5 separate regions of the Mus musculus genome follow, and regions 2, 3, 4 and 5 are each linked to region 1. Evidence: chromatin contacts called from public HiCAR-type, HiChIP or PLAC-seq and promoter capture Hi-C data. All regions are on one chromosome and are shown on one strand. The core of a region is the stretch at or near the end of the contact, and the rest is flanking DNA. Distances in the headings are between cores, read along the strand shown. Region 1 holds the start of Gnpda2 (glucosamine-6-phosphate deaminase 2). Region 2 has its middle 110 kb from the start of Cox7b2. Region 3 overlaps Atp8a1 (ATPase, aminophospholipid transporter (APLT), class I, type 8A, member 1). Region 4 overlaps Grxcr1 (glutaredoxin, cysteine rich 1). Region 5 holds the start of Gabrg1 (gamma-aminobutyric acid (GABA) A receptor, subunit gamma 1).

What was found. Promoter capture Hi-C pulls out the DNA fragments that hold promoters and counts their contacts. HiCAR-type assays count read pairs that join an accessible place to other places. HiChIP or PLAC-seq counts read pairs in DNA pulled down with a chosen protein or histone mark.
Region 2: a contact with region 1 is called in a promoter capture Hi-C map of hippocampal neurons, with 8 times the contacts expected there. The contact joins the enhancer-like site here to the promoter of Gnpda2 in region 1. A contact is called at or near these places in 10 of 39 promoter capture datasets (the 3T3-L1 cell line, cranial neural crest, frontonasal cranial neural crest and 6 more).
Region 3: a promoter capture Hi-C map of hippocampal neurons shows a contact between it and region 1, with 8 times the contacts expected there. The contact joins the enhancer-like site here to the promoter of Gnpda2 in region 1. A contact is called at or near these places in 4 of 39 promoter capture datasets (the C10 cell line, cranial neural crest, hippocampal neurons and 1 more) and 3 of 115 datasets of contacts at active chromatin or transcription factors (astrocytes, forebrain and large pre-B cells).
Region 4: an H3K27ac HiChIP or PLAC-seq map of acute myeloid leukemia shows a contact between it and region 1, with 8 times the contacts expected there. The contact joins the enhancer-like site here to the promoter of Gnpda2 in region 1. A contact is called at or near these places in 6 of 39 promoter capture datasets (the C10 cell line, cranial neural crest, liver and 2 more) and 2 of 115 datasets of contacts at active chromatin or transcription factors (acute myeloid leukemia and stem cell-derived neural progenitor cells).
Region 5: a HiCAR-type map of astrocytes shows a contact between it and region 1, with 4 times the contacts expected there. The contact joins the promoter of Gabrg1 here to the promoter of Gnpda2 in region 1. A contact is called at or near these places in 7 of 39 promoter capture datasets (the 3T3-L1 cell line, cranial neural crest, embryonic stem cells and 4 more), 1 of 484 Hi-C or Micro-C datasets (cerebral cortex) and 1 of 115 datasets of contacts at active chromatin or transcription factors (astrocytes).

The regions. Positions count from the first base shown.
Region 1 is chr5:69,591,049-69,593,559 of GRCm38.p6, reverse strand. Gnpda2 (glucosamine-6-phosphate deaminase 2) reads left to right here and starts at 1,256. Exons shown (of 7, transcript NM_001038015.2): 1 at 1,256-1,352.
Region 2 is chr5:71,439,110-71,441,620 of GRCm38.p6, reverse strand. No RefSeq gene overlaps it. Among named protein-coding and RNA genes, the nearest start is that of Cox7b2, 110 kb to the left of the region's middle. Within about 2 kb of position 1,255, at least 18 of the 459 cell types and tissues checked have an H3K27ac peak or open chromatin away from gene starts, as enhancers often do. A contact at or near this core is called in hippocampal neurons, where this site is marked.
Region 3 is chr5:67,841,252-67,843,762 of GRCm38.p6, reverse strand. The region is part of intron 1 of Atp8a1 (ATPase, aminophospholipid transporter (APLT), class I, type 8A, member 1); the gene reads left to right. Among named protein-coding and RNA genes, the nearest start is that of Atp8a1, 4.9 kb to the left of the region's middle. Within about 2 kb of position 1,257, at least 56 of the 459 cell types and tissues checked have an H3K27ac peak or open chromatin away from gene starts, as enhancers often do. A contact at or near this core is called in astrocytes, forebrain and hippocampal neurons, where this site is marked.
Region 4 is chr5:68,048,491-68,051,001 of GRCm38.p6, reverse strand. All of the region lies in intron 1 of Grxcr1 (glutaredoxin, cysteine rich 1), which reads right to left. Among named protein-coding and RNA genes, the nearest start is that of Grxcr1, 18 kb to the right of the region's middle. Within about 2 kb of position 1,256, at least 51 of the 459 cell types and tissues checked have an H3K27ac peak or open chromatin away from gene starts, as enhancers often do. A contact at or near this core is called in acute myeloid leukemia and pre-B cells, where this site is marked.
Region 5 is chr5:70,841,364-70,843,874 of GRCm38.p6, reverse strand. It overlaps Gabrg1 (gamma-aminobutyric acid (GABA) A receptor, subunit gamma 1), which reads left to right and starts at 1,258. Exons shown (of 9, transcript NM_010252.4): 1 at 1,258-1,759. The coding sequence starts at 1,656.

The sequences.
Region 1 (2,511 bases), core at 7-2,506:
TCTAAGAGGATAGTACCCCACCCACACACCCACTCCCACCACACCCCTCTAGCATCCCCCTTCTCTGGGGCATCAGTTCTCTATAGGACCAAGCCCATCCCCTCCCACTGAGGCCAGACAAGGCAGTCCTCTGCTACATATGTAGCTGGGGCCACAGACCAGCCCATGCATGCTCTTTGGTTGGTGGCTTAGTCTCCGGGAGCTCTGTTGTTCTTCCTATGGGGTTGCCATCCCCTTCAGCTCCTTCAGTCCTTCCCCTAACTCTTCCATAGGGGTCCCCGACTTCAGTCTAGAGGTTGGCTAAAAGTGACTGCTGCTTACTTACTTTTTTTGACCTTTACAAAAACTGAGACACACGTTCAGAGTTTATGTCGGCTTCCTCTACCCCCTTAGAATTATTCAGTACAAACTACACAATACTATAATCTATGTTCCACTTTCTGAGATCATCCTGGGTTTCGGTTTTTCCTCTCTGCAAACTTAATTTTGATAAGAGTTCTTAGGATTTCAATGAACAGTTACTGTGCTCGCAAAGTAACACTGCACCTATTTTAAACCATCAGAGGGGATTATAACATACTCTTTGTTTGAAATGCTGAGACAAATTATCTTGGGGTGTTTCAATGCTTTATATGACCACTTATTACCTACTTTGTGTGTGTAACCTAGTAGGGAAATGCTCTTGGAACAAATAGAAACTTAGATGCCAGAGACATCATCAGGCAACAACTGAGGTATATAACAGGGATTTTCCATTTTGTTGGAGCTTTCTATCTGATGCTTCAACGCCTTTGAAAAGCATATTGTTATGATTTTCCCTTTGTTCTGTTACTAAAAATGCCCCATGAAACGATTGCATCTTTGGAAGAGAGTATTTGGGCTAATTGGAATCTAGTTCTCTAACCATAGGCATCCCTGCTTGACTCCAGAATAAACTCTTCTTATTCCTTTTGAGAGCCAGTTGATGATGTTGAGAAGAGTGAATAGCAAATATCTGGGGTGAAGTGATCGAGTAGGTCATATATCGTTCATTACAATCCTACAAGGAGTCTACCACAATTCAGCTTCTGAAGGACTTAACGAAAGAGAGAGGTGACAGGTGACTGACCCAAGGACTGTAGACTGCCCAGCACATCCCTTAGGTGGAAAAGCCACAGGTGATAGTGCTCCACTCTCCCCTGCCCCACCTTTGGCAGTACGCATGCGCAGCGTCCTCCCGAGTCCCTTCCTGTGTTTGTGTTTGCATCCGGGTTCTCAGGCTTCCTCAGTCCTCACCGGCTGGAGTCGCTGGCGGGTTGCTGGGTGTGTTAGCTCCGGCTCTTCGGTCGTTGGATGAGGCTGTAGGTCCGCCGGTGAGTTTAGGGGGGACACAGCTCCGAAGCGGGGCTTGGACGCGGCTCGTTGTCGCAGATTCCCGGACCCGGAGTGAAGTCTAGCAGGGCTTGGGCGCCCCTGCCTGACGCCCCTGAGCCCGGGGTGTGCAATCGGCCTTAGCCGAGCCACGGGAGGTTTCCAGCGCCGGTCCGCCCCCTGTCCTCACTCTGCCGCGGGCTGCTTAGGGTAGAGCAGTCCTGGCCCAGCGCAGGCAGATCTGGGGAGGGGGTTGCAGAAGCTCAGCACTGCAGCTCAGCACACCCCGTGCGTGGATTGTTGGGCTGCCCAAAGCTGTGAAAGTTCCGCAGTGTAGAAGTTACCTCCCCATAGAGAGTTCAGGGACTTGGGTTCAGCCAGTTTCCCTGGGGTGCCCTGCCCAAATGAATCGGCACCTGCAGTAAGCACTTAAAGACAAATTGGCGTTTGTTTGTTTAAATGCTACCTGGCCACGATGCCGAATCAGAAAGCATCCACAGTTGAGGTTTCTGATGACTGTAAAACAAGGAAAAGGAGCGTATTCGACATCTGAATAAAAATAATTTATACTGAGTGAGGGGGGTTCACTGAGAAATTTTGGAGGTGAACTCCCTTAAGAGCACTCCCTTCAGAGTAAAAACCAAACAATTTGCCTGACCTTTGGTTGCTTCCTTGCAGTGTTTCTCATTTTAGCTCAAGTGCATGAATACACTGTGATACCTAACTGGTTCTCTGACTCCTTTTAAGATCTACTGGAGCCAAGGAGAGGGGCCCAGAGTCTTTTACAAGTTATTATTAGTGATTCCATATGGATAAAACATTTGAAATGTGTTTTAAGTCCAGTTCCCTCCAAAACGTAATAGCTTTGTAACTTCTGCAGTATTTGAGTTGCAGTTTCTACCTCGAAAGTGGGGGATAACCAGAAATTCAGAAAGTATTAAGTTAATCGAATACTCTAAAGCAACAGGGTCAACTCATTAAATGTGTGCCTGTGGAGCCTCGTTTAGTGTTTAACACGGAGTGAGCCCTGGCACGTGTGAAAAACTTAGATATACCGGAGCGCTGTGAAGTTCTTTTTCTGGTCCTTACTGTTTTTTGGTTTTTTTTTTTTTTTTTTTTTTTGTTTGTTTGTTTTTTCTTCTGGTTGTTTGTTGAATAATC
Region 2 (2,511 bases), core at 6-2,505, 1.8 Mb before region 1:
GACTGAGTTACCTCACTCAGGATGATATTTTCTTTATAATTTTTTCACTATCTGACTTTCTAGAAAGCTTTTATTTTTCTGTTTATTTTCACCATGTGAAATCTGTAAGAAAATAGGCTTGGAATGCTTTCTGTGAATTTACATTCAGAACAGGAGTTGGTAGTTAGGCTGTCAATGATGTTGAAATGGTGACTAAATGAGTAACTATAGGTAATCCTAGCCCATATTCCTTAAAAAAAATTAAAAATAGGAATTTGATTTCCACTGAGGATTGTAATTAGATAACTCGAGACCACTTACATACATGTCTGCTTCATATTACTAATTCCTCTGAAACTTTTTCCCATAAGACATTTACAAACTTATATTTTCTGTCAGTTAGGAATGAGACAATGGGGTAGGCAGGGGCTCCTATGCAGGAGCTCACATTTCTACAAAGTATTCAGAAAGAGTTACACTCATCTCAGGTCAGGAGAAAGTATCCAATACAGATTCACTCAGTTGGTTGTCTCAGGGTAGCATTGTTAACTTCCACTTTAATGATACCACTGCTGTCATTCCTGGTAACAGCCTCACTAGTGGAACCCTGAGGATAATAGTGAGAGGAACCATTCCTATAATCGCTTTTTGATTTCAAAGCCTGTAAATCCTGGCTCTGATTAAGTAGTTCTATGAATTTGCTGCTTATTGAAAATACACCAGATTCACAGGGAAACAATTCTTTAGCACTGTGAGATGGTATTATTCAACTTAGAATTATTATTTCAAATGGCAGTTACACAATTCTCTGTCACTAAAGATGTATATCGCTGTACCATAGTTCTTTACTAATTTGACATATATACTATGTGACGTTAAAAGATTTGATGTAAGAAATGTGATCATGAGCTAGTTATTAATAACCATTACCAAAGCATCTCACTGATGAAAGGCCTCCCTTTTGAGAAAGGTGTCTGCTAATTTTATAACACTGTTTAAGCGTTAGAATGGTTCCTCGTCATGACAGATACAGAAAAAAAAGCATATGAATGTATTCATATGACATAAAATCTTCCATGCTTTGCGCTGGCAGCAGCTGCGTTCCTCGGGGAGATGACATTAATTTGAGCAGTATCTCTTATTTTCCAATAACCTTTTACATTACCAAAAAAAAAAAAAAATCTGCAACTTCATTTTCTTCTCCTATCTGGAAACCATAGAAACCAATGTGAAATTATAGCCAAGAAGTTCGTCACTGGGCTATCTCAAGCTGATCTCCATGGAAACACTTCACATTTTCTTGAAATGAAAGATCTTCCAATCAGACACACACCCGTAACTAATGAGTGTCTGACAAACAGGATGTGAAGAGAGGTGCATGGGCTGATCGTTAAGTAATACATGTAAGAGGGTTTTAATATGACTTACACAGAAGATCATTTAAAAGATAAATACTACCACTGCAGAAATGAAAGCAAAATATATATTTTTAAAACAGCTTTCTGCTCATTTAATTCATTGTTCTTGTTAGTGTTTGGCTTTAAGGCAGTTTGCTACTGAGTTGATTTTAGATCTGTGTTCAGATCCTTAGTCCTGCAACCACCTGTCTCATCTCCCTTTGGGTTGTGATAAAGTAGACAGGAATAATAGATATTTCATGGAAATGTTTTGAAGGTAAGGGGACTTAAAGTAAACTCTTACTAAGAAATTGTAATTGTTTAATGCTTCAAATGGAGGCACGATTGACAGTATTGACAATGGCAGGTTCAGACTGCTAGTGAGTGGTTGTTAAAGGCTGGTACTGTGAGATGTAGAGTGTAAGTACCACATTATCTAGTACCGTCAGCTCTGATCCCTACTGTGTTGCTGTGTTACTGATGTGAAGTCCTTCACATTCCATCAGAAAAGTCACCTTTAAGATTGCTGTTTGGAGCTTGGGTCCCATGAAGTGGGGTGAGGAAATGCCAAATTCGATGTGTGAGTTTTAAGTAACTTACAACATTTTGAAAGTTAATTTCTACATAGGTTTACTCATTTTAATATAGCCCTCTTTTATACACATTCCAATATATTAAATTGCCAAGATATACATGACAGATACATTTGTGTAATAGATGTGTCACATAGAGTCTGTTGACGAAGCAAAACTGAGAACAGAAGGCTGTGGCCTTACGGAGCAGAGCAGGAGATGCGGTTTTTTTGATCGGTATAGTTTTTTTCCTTTTTGATTATCTTATTTTTACTTTATTATCTTCTGTCTGTCACCTATATCTGTCTGTACTTTTATGCCCACTCCTAATTAAATCTAATTAAGTATGCATATGCTGTGGCACTACTATGCTACCATAGAAGCAACATCAATATTAAGTAGCTTTTAAACATTTTTTTTCATGCTGCAATAGAGGATAGATGACAAACAACATTGATATATTCGGAAGACAAAAATAAAACATAATAATAATATATCAGGTATGCTAAAGGGATGCTTTTTGTTTATTTTTTTATTATAAAACTCAAGTTCAGATAGACTTA
Region 3 (2,511 bases), core at 8-2,507, 1.7 Mb after region 1:
TGAAGGAGGCTGGGTGGGCTCGCCTTCCTAATTTGCTGTAGACCTGGGGAGAGAGTGTTGCAGGTAGAGGGACAGCCAGGGCAGAAGCCTCAGGGCAGGGGAGTCTGGGGTGTCACAGGTACACAAAGGTTGAACTCTATAGGGAGTGAAGGGCAAGAGCCAGACAGCAGACACACACACACACACACACACACACACTCACTCTCTACTTTGTTTTTGAAGAGAGGGTTCTCGATCAATAGCTTTTGTTGTTGTTTTTTATTTTCACTTTACGAAATGAGATCCCAGTGCCTGAAAACGAAGCTTCTTAGGTGGTGCCCTGAAGAAACTGTGGGTGTGGACCCACCCAGGTGCCTCCTGGGGTTCTGGTTCTGAAGTGCATTCTGAGGAATTCTTCCTTACCGTCTCGAACCTGACAGTGGGGAGGACTCTACCAAACCAGTCAAAGAGGCTCAGTACAAGAAGAGAATACTTCAAACTTGATAGTTATAACACAGCCAAGTTGGTCATGTTTGCTGGGTGTGATTGTTCACACCTGTAATCTAAACACTTGGGAGGCCAAAGCAAGAGGATTGCTGTATATTGAAGGTCAGCCTGGGCTAGCTAGGTCTAGACTAGATTTAAAAAAAAAAAAAAAAAAAAAGGAACACACGGAAAATTGACATGTTTTTAAGATTCTTGGAAATAATGAAGTTAGGTACAGGGAAACAATTGAACTTGGGAAGCTTCAGTTCAGAAATAATACTGAGCACTCACAGATACATTCCCAGAAAGCACGGATAGATGGATAGAACAGAAGGCTACATCCAGAGAACAAGGATAGATAGAACAGAAGGCTACATCCAGAGAGCAAGGATAGATAGAACAGAAGGCTACATACTTCAGGCTTCTTTCCTGCTATTCCAGCGTCTGAACACAGTGGTCATAATCACAGACTGAAATACCCATTGCTCACCTAGAATACTGTCTTGCTCTCTCAAAAGCTAGTGTAGAAGTAGCCAGTCAAGGTCAGCCACGCCTGCCACACCAAGTCCCAAGAGATGTTGGCTCCCTGGGCTTTTCTGCTCTCCCGGCCTGCACACAGGCCGCTCATAAAGTCCACAGCATGGTTGCTGGGTCTCAGCTAACCTATAGGAGTTCCGTGCCAAGTAAACTATGGAAGGGGAATAAAGGATTTTCCTGCAAGTGACACACAGTGACCAACGCCTCATTTGCATTCACTCCCATCTGCTGGAGAAGCTGGGGAGTGGAGGTTTCCAGCTGAGCACATTACTCAGTGTGGCGTTCCTAACAAGAAAGGGAGAGGACTACTGGGCAAACAACAGGCCCAGTCATACGCAGGGGCCCCAGACTGCCAAAGGTTCTTGCCTGAAGGAAGCAGGGAGTTTTAGAGCCTATAGTTTACAAAATACTCAGCCTCCCTGGCTGCTCAAAACTGAGGACATAAACTTTAAAGCAACCAAGAGCAGACGGCCCCATGCCTTCTATTATTTTCTGTTGAGTGTTATAACGCAGAAGTGTTAAGCTAGTCTAGTCGTGACTAAGAAAAGCATGCTATGCTTAGACACCTCTAAGCTTTCATTTCCCTCTTAGCAAATGGCAATTTAAAATGTTTGTGATGATAGAGAATACCATGTTCAGTTTACAAAAGGAACAATGTAAGGACTTGTAAAGGACAAATTTTTAGGAGGCCCTTTCAGTTGTCTAGAGCAAACATGACTAAATGGCCTTGTTCCTTTGGCCACTCTGTGTTGTGCGTCCGCTGCCTGTCAGCCAATTGGGAGCCAGGAAAAGGGTGAATGAAAGAATCCTGGGTGTGGGGTCTCTGGTTTATAACCAGAAGTCAGCATGCTGATCGGATCTCTGTGTGTCATTCCTGTTAGTGCGACTCTGAAGGTCTAAGTGCAATACACTGAATTTGGTTTTCTAATGTATAGCATAGAATCCACCGCACATTCTGTCATTCCGCGGTCACTGAGACTTGATGTAGGTCCCTGGTTAATGGCCCAGGCTGAGGAGACTCCCGAAAGGCTGTCGGGAGCTTGCTGTGTGCATCTCTGCTGAGGATAAATGTCATTGTGGGGATGCCCTTGGCTTTAGTTTTCATTCTTTGCTTCCTAACAAATGGATCTTTCTGTGTCCTTATCCTCTGGCTAGTAAGCTCCCCAAGGGCAGGGACTTCACACATAGATACAAAATGACCCTGCCCCCAGGTCATTGCAATTAGTAAATAAAGATGCCAACAGCTAATAGCTGGGCCGAAGAGACATAGGCAGGATTTAGGTTTCTCTAGGCGGGATTTAGGTTTCTAGGTCTTGGGGTGGGAGAAAGAAAGAAGGGGAACTTTAAGGAAGAGAGAAGGAGAGGCCACCAGGAGATAGCTGAGGAATAAAAATACAAATGGGCAGGGAGGGCTGCCCATTTGGAGTTAAGAGTAGCCTAGATGAAACACTGTAAATTGTAAATAACAACTCAGTGTTACCAATAGGAAAATAGATTCTAACAGCATGG
Region 4 (2,511 bases), core at 7-2,506, 1.5 Mb after region 1:
CGAAATGATTCCTAATGAAATTCCTATATACTCATCAGTGCTTAACCCAATCCTCAGCAGAGAGGCTACATACACACAGCTACTGCTGGGAGTAGATGCAGAGACCCAGAGTCAAGCACTAAGCTGGACCAAGGGAATTTCACAAAAATAGTGGGAAGAAGGACTGATTGTAGGACTCAGAGAGGTCAAGGACACCACAAGAACACAGCCCAAAGAATCAACTAATCAGGGCTCCCTTGGTTCAGTTGGTTCAGTTGGTTCACAGAACCTGAACCAACAATCAAGGAGGGAGCCTATATGGGTCTGACCTATGTCCCTTACATACATTATAGCTGTGTAGCTTGGTGTTCCTGTGGGGATCCCTACAGTGGAAGGAAGGGCTTATCTCTAGCTCTTTTGCCTTCAGTTAGGACCCTTTTTCTCCTACTGTGTTGCCTTATCCAGCTTTAATATGAAGGTTTGTATCTAGTCTTATTCTAATGTGATATCTCCCTGGGAGGCCTGCACTTCATTTTTGAAGGGAAACAAGAGGAATGGATCTGGGGGCAAGGAGGTATGGGAAGGGACTGAGAAGAATGGAGGGGAAATTGTGGTTGGCATGTAATGTATGGAAGAAGAATGAGAGACAGAGGACGAGGGAGGGAAGAGAGAGAAAGAGAGAGAAGAGGGAGGAGAGGGGAGGAGGAGGAGGAGGAGGAAGAGAAGGAAGAGGAGGAGAAGGAGGAGGAGCAGGAGGAGGAGGAGGAGGAGGAGAATACTGAGGATGTTTCTAGACTTTTCTTTTCCTAATAAAACAGTAACTCCTGGACAGAATATTGTTATTTGCCCCTCTACCTTTCTATTTCTTATCTTGTGTGGGCTTTCAAACCCCTAAGGCAGTGCCTTATTTGTTCTGTAGTACATACATACACTAAGGATCACAAAGTATAATATAATAAAAAGGACCACTAAGGAAAAACTTCTGGTCAAAAGAATCGAATCTCTGCCCTGGTGAAGACCTAACATTCCATCTGGGCTGGTTCAGTTGCTTTGAGTAAGAGACCAGCCCTGGAAGGGAAGCTCACGTTAGTCAAGCTAAAGAGATGGGTGGGATCATTAGTCCTTAAGAACTATAAGTCTTCTTCCCCAAATCCCCGCATCTATTGTAGCAGCTTGTGGACCACAGCTATGTAAGATCAACAGTATCCGCTTTCACAAAGTATTTGGGAAAGTATAACTTCCAATTTCTCTCTTCCTCTTCTAGCCAGCTTTTCCTGACACTTAGGGCTTTCCCCTAACTGTCTGGTCTTCCTTCCTCTTTCTCGAAAACCTCTCTCCCCATCCTCTGTGTGGCCGTTTGTCAAGTTTCTAACCTCCATGACAGTTTAAAGGGCATGTGTTTGGTTTTTGTCTTTTTGTCTTTGTTTTTGATCTTCCTCTCTTCCATTCTCCTCTGCCAGGAAGCAGCTTAAGTGCACAGCTTGCCTTCCCTGGTTTGTTTTGTTTGTTTGTTTGTTTTTGTTTTTGTTTTTGTTTTAAGCACTAATGAGACTGTCCTTGAGCTTCCATTTGAGCTCACTCTTAAATTGTTTTATAAATGAGAGAGAGAACCCCAAGAGAGCACGCTGATCTCCCCTGCCCCACTATAATGCAAATGCAACCTCAGAAAAAAGCCCAGCTCTTTATCACATATTAACCCACCAAATAGCCTTAGCAACAGCTACTTCCAAACTTCCTCCGTAAAATGTCGTATCCTGTATGTTTTAAGCCCTGTCGAATAGTGTCCTCTGTGGTTTGGAGCTAAAACCATTTCCAAGAGGAAAAAATAATTCTGGGTTGGTGTACAAAAACATGAGAAATCAAGCCAGAAGAGAGTGCCTTTGACTCTATCCAGAACATGCAGGCTAGGCCTGGGGTGACAGGTGTGACAAGGAAAGCAGAGACACAAGGCGTGTGGGCGGCTGGCTACACTGGCAGACACTTGGCCAGGTAGACAGGAGAGGGAATGCCATGCCATCCACAGCAATGGCAGGGGCCAGAGCCAAGGCAGGATGTGAGAAAGAGGAAGTGGCCTCAGGAAAACCGGTTCTTGTGGCAGAAGCTGAGCCAAGTTTAGAGATAGCTGCTGAGACTCCCAGAGACGATGCCTTCTGGCAAGAAATGGGTCAGTGGCCTGCTGCTTCCCATGCAGACCCAGGTCTAAAAGACACTGTCTGGGGCCAACCAAGTATTACTAAGATTTACACAGTTGGGTCAGTATGTCCTACCTCTGTCCCCTAAAAGCTCCTGTGTTCATATTATGTTTTACAATACCAACGTGTGATATTTTTCATAAGAATGAACCAACATTCTCTCAGAATAGGAATTCGGTGTTATTAATCTTTGAACCTTCATTGTTTAGTGGAGTTCTTCCCCCCCATAATATTAACATTATTTTTAAAACAGGAAAATTTATTAGTAATATACATTTAGAGAAACAGTTTAATTTTTTCATAACAAAATATAATTTCATAATTTCTCTCTTCCTTTCAT
Region 5 (2,511 bases), core at 9-2,508, 1.3 Mb before region 1:
TTGTTCCGGAATCTATTCTAATGTACCTAATTACTCTTTGAATTATTAGATATGAGCTGCTTTAATTAACATACTTTATGGAAGAGAAATATGCTAAATAGTGTGGAGTAAGAGAAAAGGAACGAGGAAAGTCAATACACATTTTCAGATGACGAGGAGTCAAAAAGAAGAAAAAATTTGCAGCAATATATGCTATTCTGAGCAACATGAAAGAAAGGAAAAAAAAATAGGGAAGAGAGACAAAGAGAGAAAGTCAATCAGTCTCTAGCCCTGCCATGCTCATCCGGTTCTTTTAATGGATTTCAGTGGCTATTGTAGCAACAGTTCCCTTACCGCCCTGCATGCACAAGCACTGTTACTTCTGCTTCAAACTGTTTGCTTCTCACGTGAGTACATGGTACATTTCACTTCATTTCTGAATTTGGGCAATTCCAGGTGGTGTGGAGTGATTAATGATGCAGCCTAGGACCCCATCCTTGGGCGACATCCCTGGGAAGCACGGATTTAGCAAGGCGTAAAGGCAGAAGATGGCTGGGCACTGAGCCTGTTTCTCCACAGCCACGGGTCTTTGCAGTACAGTTGTTCCAGCTGCCAGAGGCTTTCTGGTTGCCATGGTAACCCTTGGGCTCTCTGTTGAGAACTCAGAGCCGAGCCTCTGAAGTTAGGAACCAAACATAGGAGCTCCACAAATGCAAATGAAGTGCACTTGGGCAGGGGTAACACAACAGGATCACCCAGGTCAAACGTTACAACGCCTTTGACTGAAGGAGCTAGTACAATCAGTTTTATGGGTTTTGTGTTTGTAAAATAAGAGAGTACTTGCCTGGTATTCTCCGTTACTGTCATTTTCCAGTGACTGATGAGAGATGTACATTGCAAACCGGCACACTAGAAAGCAGGCAGTAGGAGGGGGTGGGGACGGAAACGTGCTTAACGGGAATGAGTCCAGCCTGCTCTTTCATTCACTGAGTTTTACACTCCCCAGCTCTAGAGAGCTCATCTGTGCAGGGCATTGTGTCAGGTCCTGTCTGCAAAGAGAAACAAGACACTGTCCGGAATCAAAATTAAGTAACAATAATTAATTATAATAAAAAATAATAACAGTATTCTCTTCAGAGAAGAAAATGTCAATTGGGCTCTGTCCACAGGGCACTACCTGGGGCTCTCAATTGAAGGCAAATTAAAATAAATAAATAAATGATAAAAATAAACAAATAAGTGATTCTTAGCCAAGGAAAGGGAAGAGGTAGTGGCCCCGATATAGAACATCAGGGCAGTGGTAGAAGCAGCATTTCCCTCGGGAACCCGACTCTCAAGACCACACCAATGTTTCTGAGGGACTGGGGCTGAGAAGAGGTTTATTTTTCTTTTCCAAAAAAACGGAGCCCTTTTCCCCACTGGGCTTGATTTCTAGTATGGGAAACCCCGCCTTTGTGGAACGCTGATTGGTCCAACTCTTTTTGAGATAATTTATGCCGCATCCACCCGGTGTGATTGGCTCCGTAGCTCAGTTCTGCTGGGAGTCGCATCCTACCTGCTTCGGAGGTGTACTGCCTATCCACTCCTTGTACTCACTGTGTGGTTGCTGAGGCTTGAGGCAAAACTCTGTGCTTGGGGACTGAGCTAGTGGAGGAAGGACTGTAAAAGCGAACCCGATGGGTTCTGGGAAAGCCTTCCTCTTCTCTCCTTCTCTCCTGTGGAGTCAAACTAGAGGAGTGAGGTTGATATTCTTGTTACTAACCCTGCATCTGGGAAACTGGTGAGTAAATTCAAGGACTTGAAACTGTCTCTCATTTTCTTTTCCTTAAATAAAAAATCATTCCAAGTAATTTGCATTTTTCCGGGACATGTGCAGTGTTTGCCATCATTGTATTTTCTGATTCTGCTTACTTGGAGACGGCATGAACTTGGCCTATATCTGAAGAATAGACGTTAGTTCATTTGTTTTTAAGTTCTACAGGATTATAAACTAATGTAGGCTTCATTTCCACAAAGGAGATTAGGAGTAGAAATGACTTTGCCAATATATTTGGGATTGAATAGTGCTGATGAACTTTCTAGATGATTCTGCATTTTAAAGACAAAGTTATTTCAGAAACTTTATGTTAGATAGCATGGTGTTTATGCTGTTTGTGTGTAAGCAAATATTATGGTTTTTTTTTCATTTGTTTTTGGGTAACATTCTTGATTGAGCTGTTCTTTTATAAGCTAGGTTTGATTATACATCTATCAGCTATAAGTATATATATACATATATACATACACACACAGAAAATATCAGAAATAACTCTATTTTTTTAGAAACAACTTTGAAAGTCTTTCAGGACACTCTGAATGTCTCGGCTGTATTTGTGTGTGGTGCTACCGTACACAAATCTTCAGTGTGGCAGGAGCAAGACTGGACTGTAAAGCCTTTCAAAACTTTGAAGTCATCCTGCGAGTGAAAGAAAATCTCACACTTGGACTGTGAAGGAGACAGAATATAAAAGATGTTGTCACATTTGGTTAAGG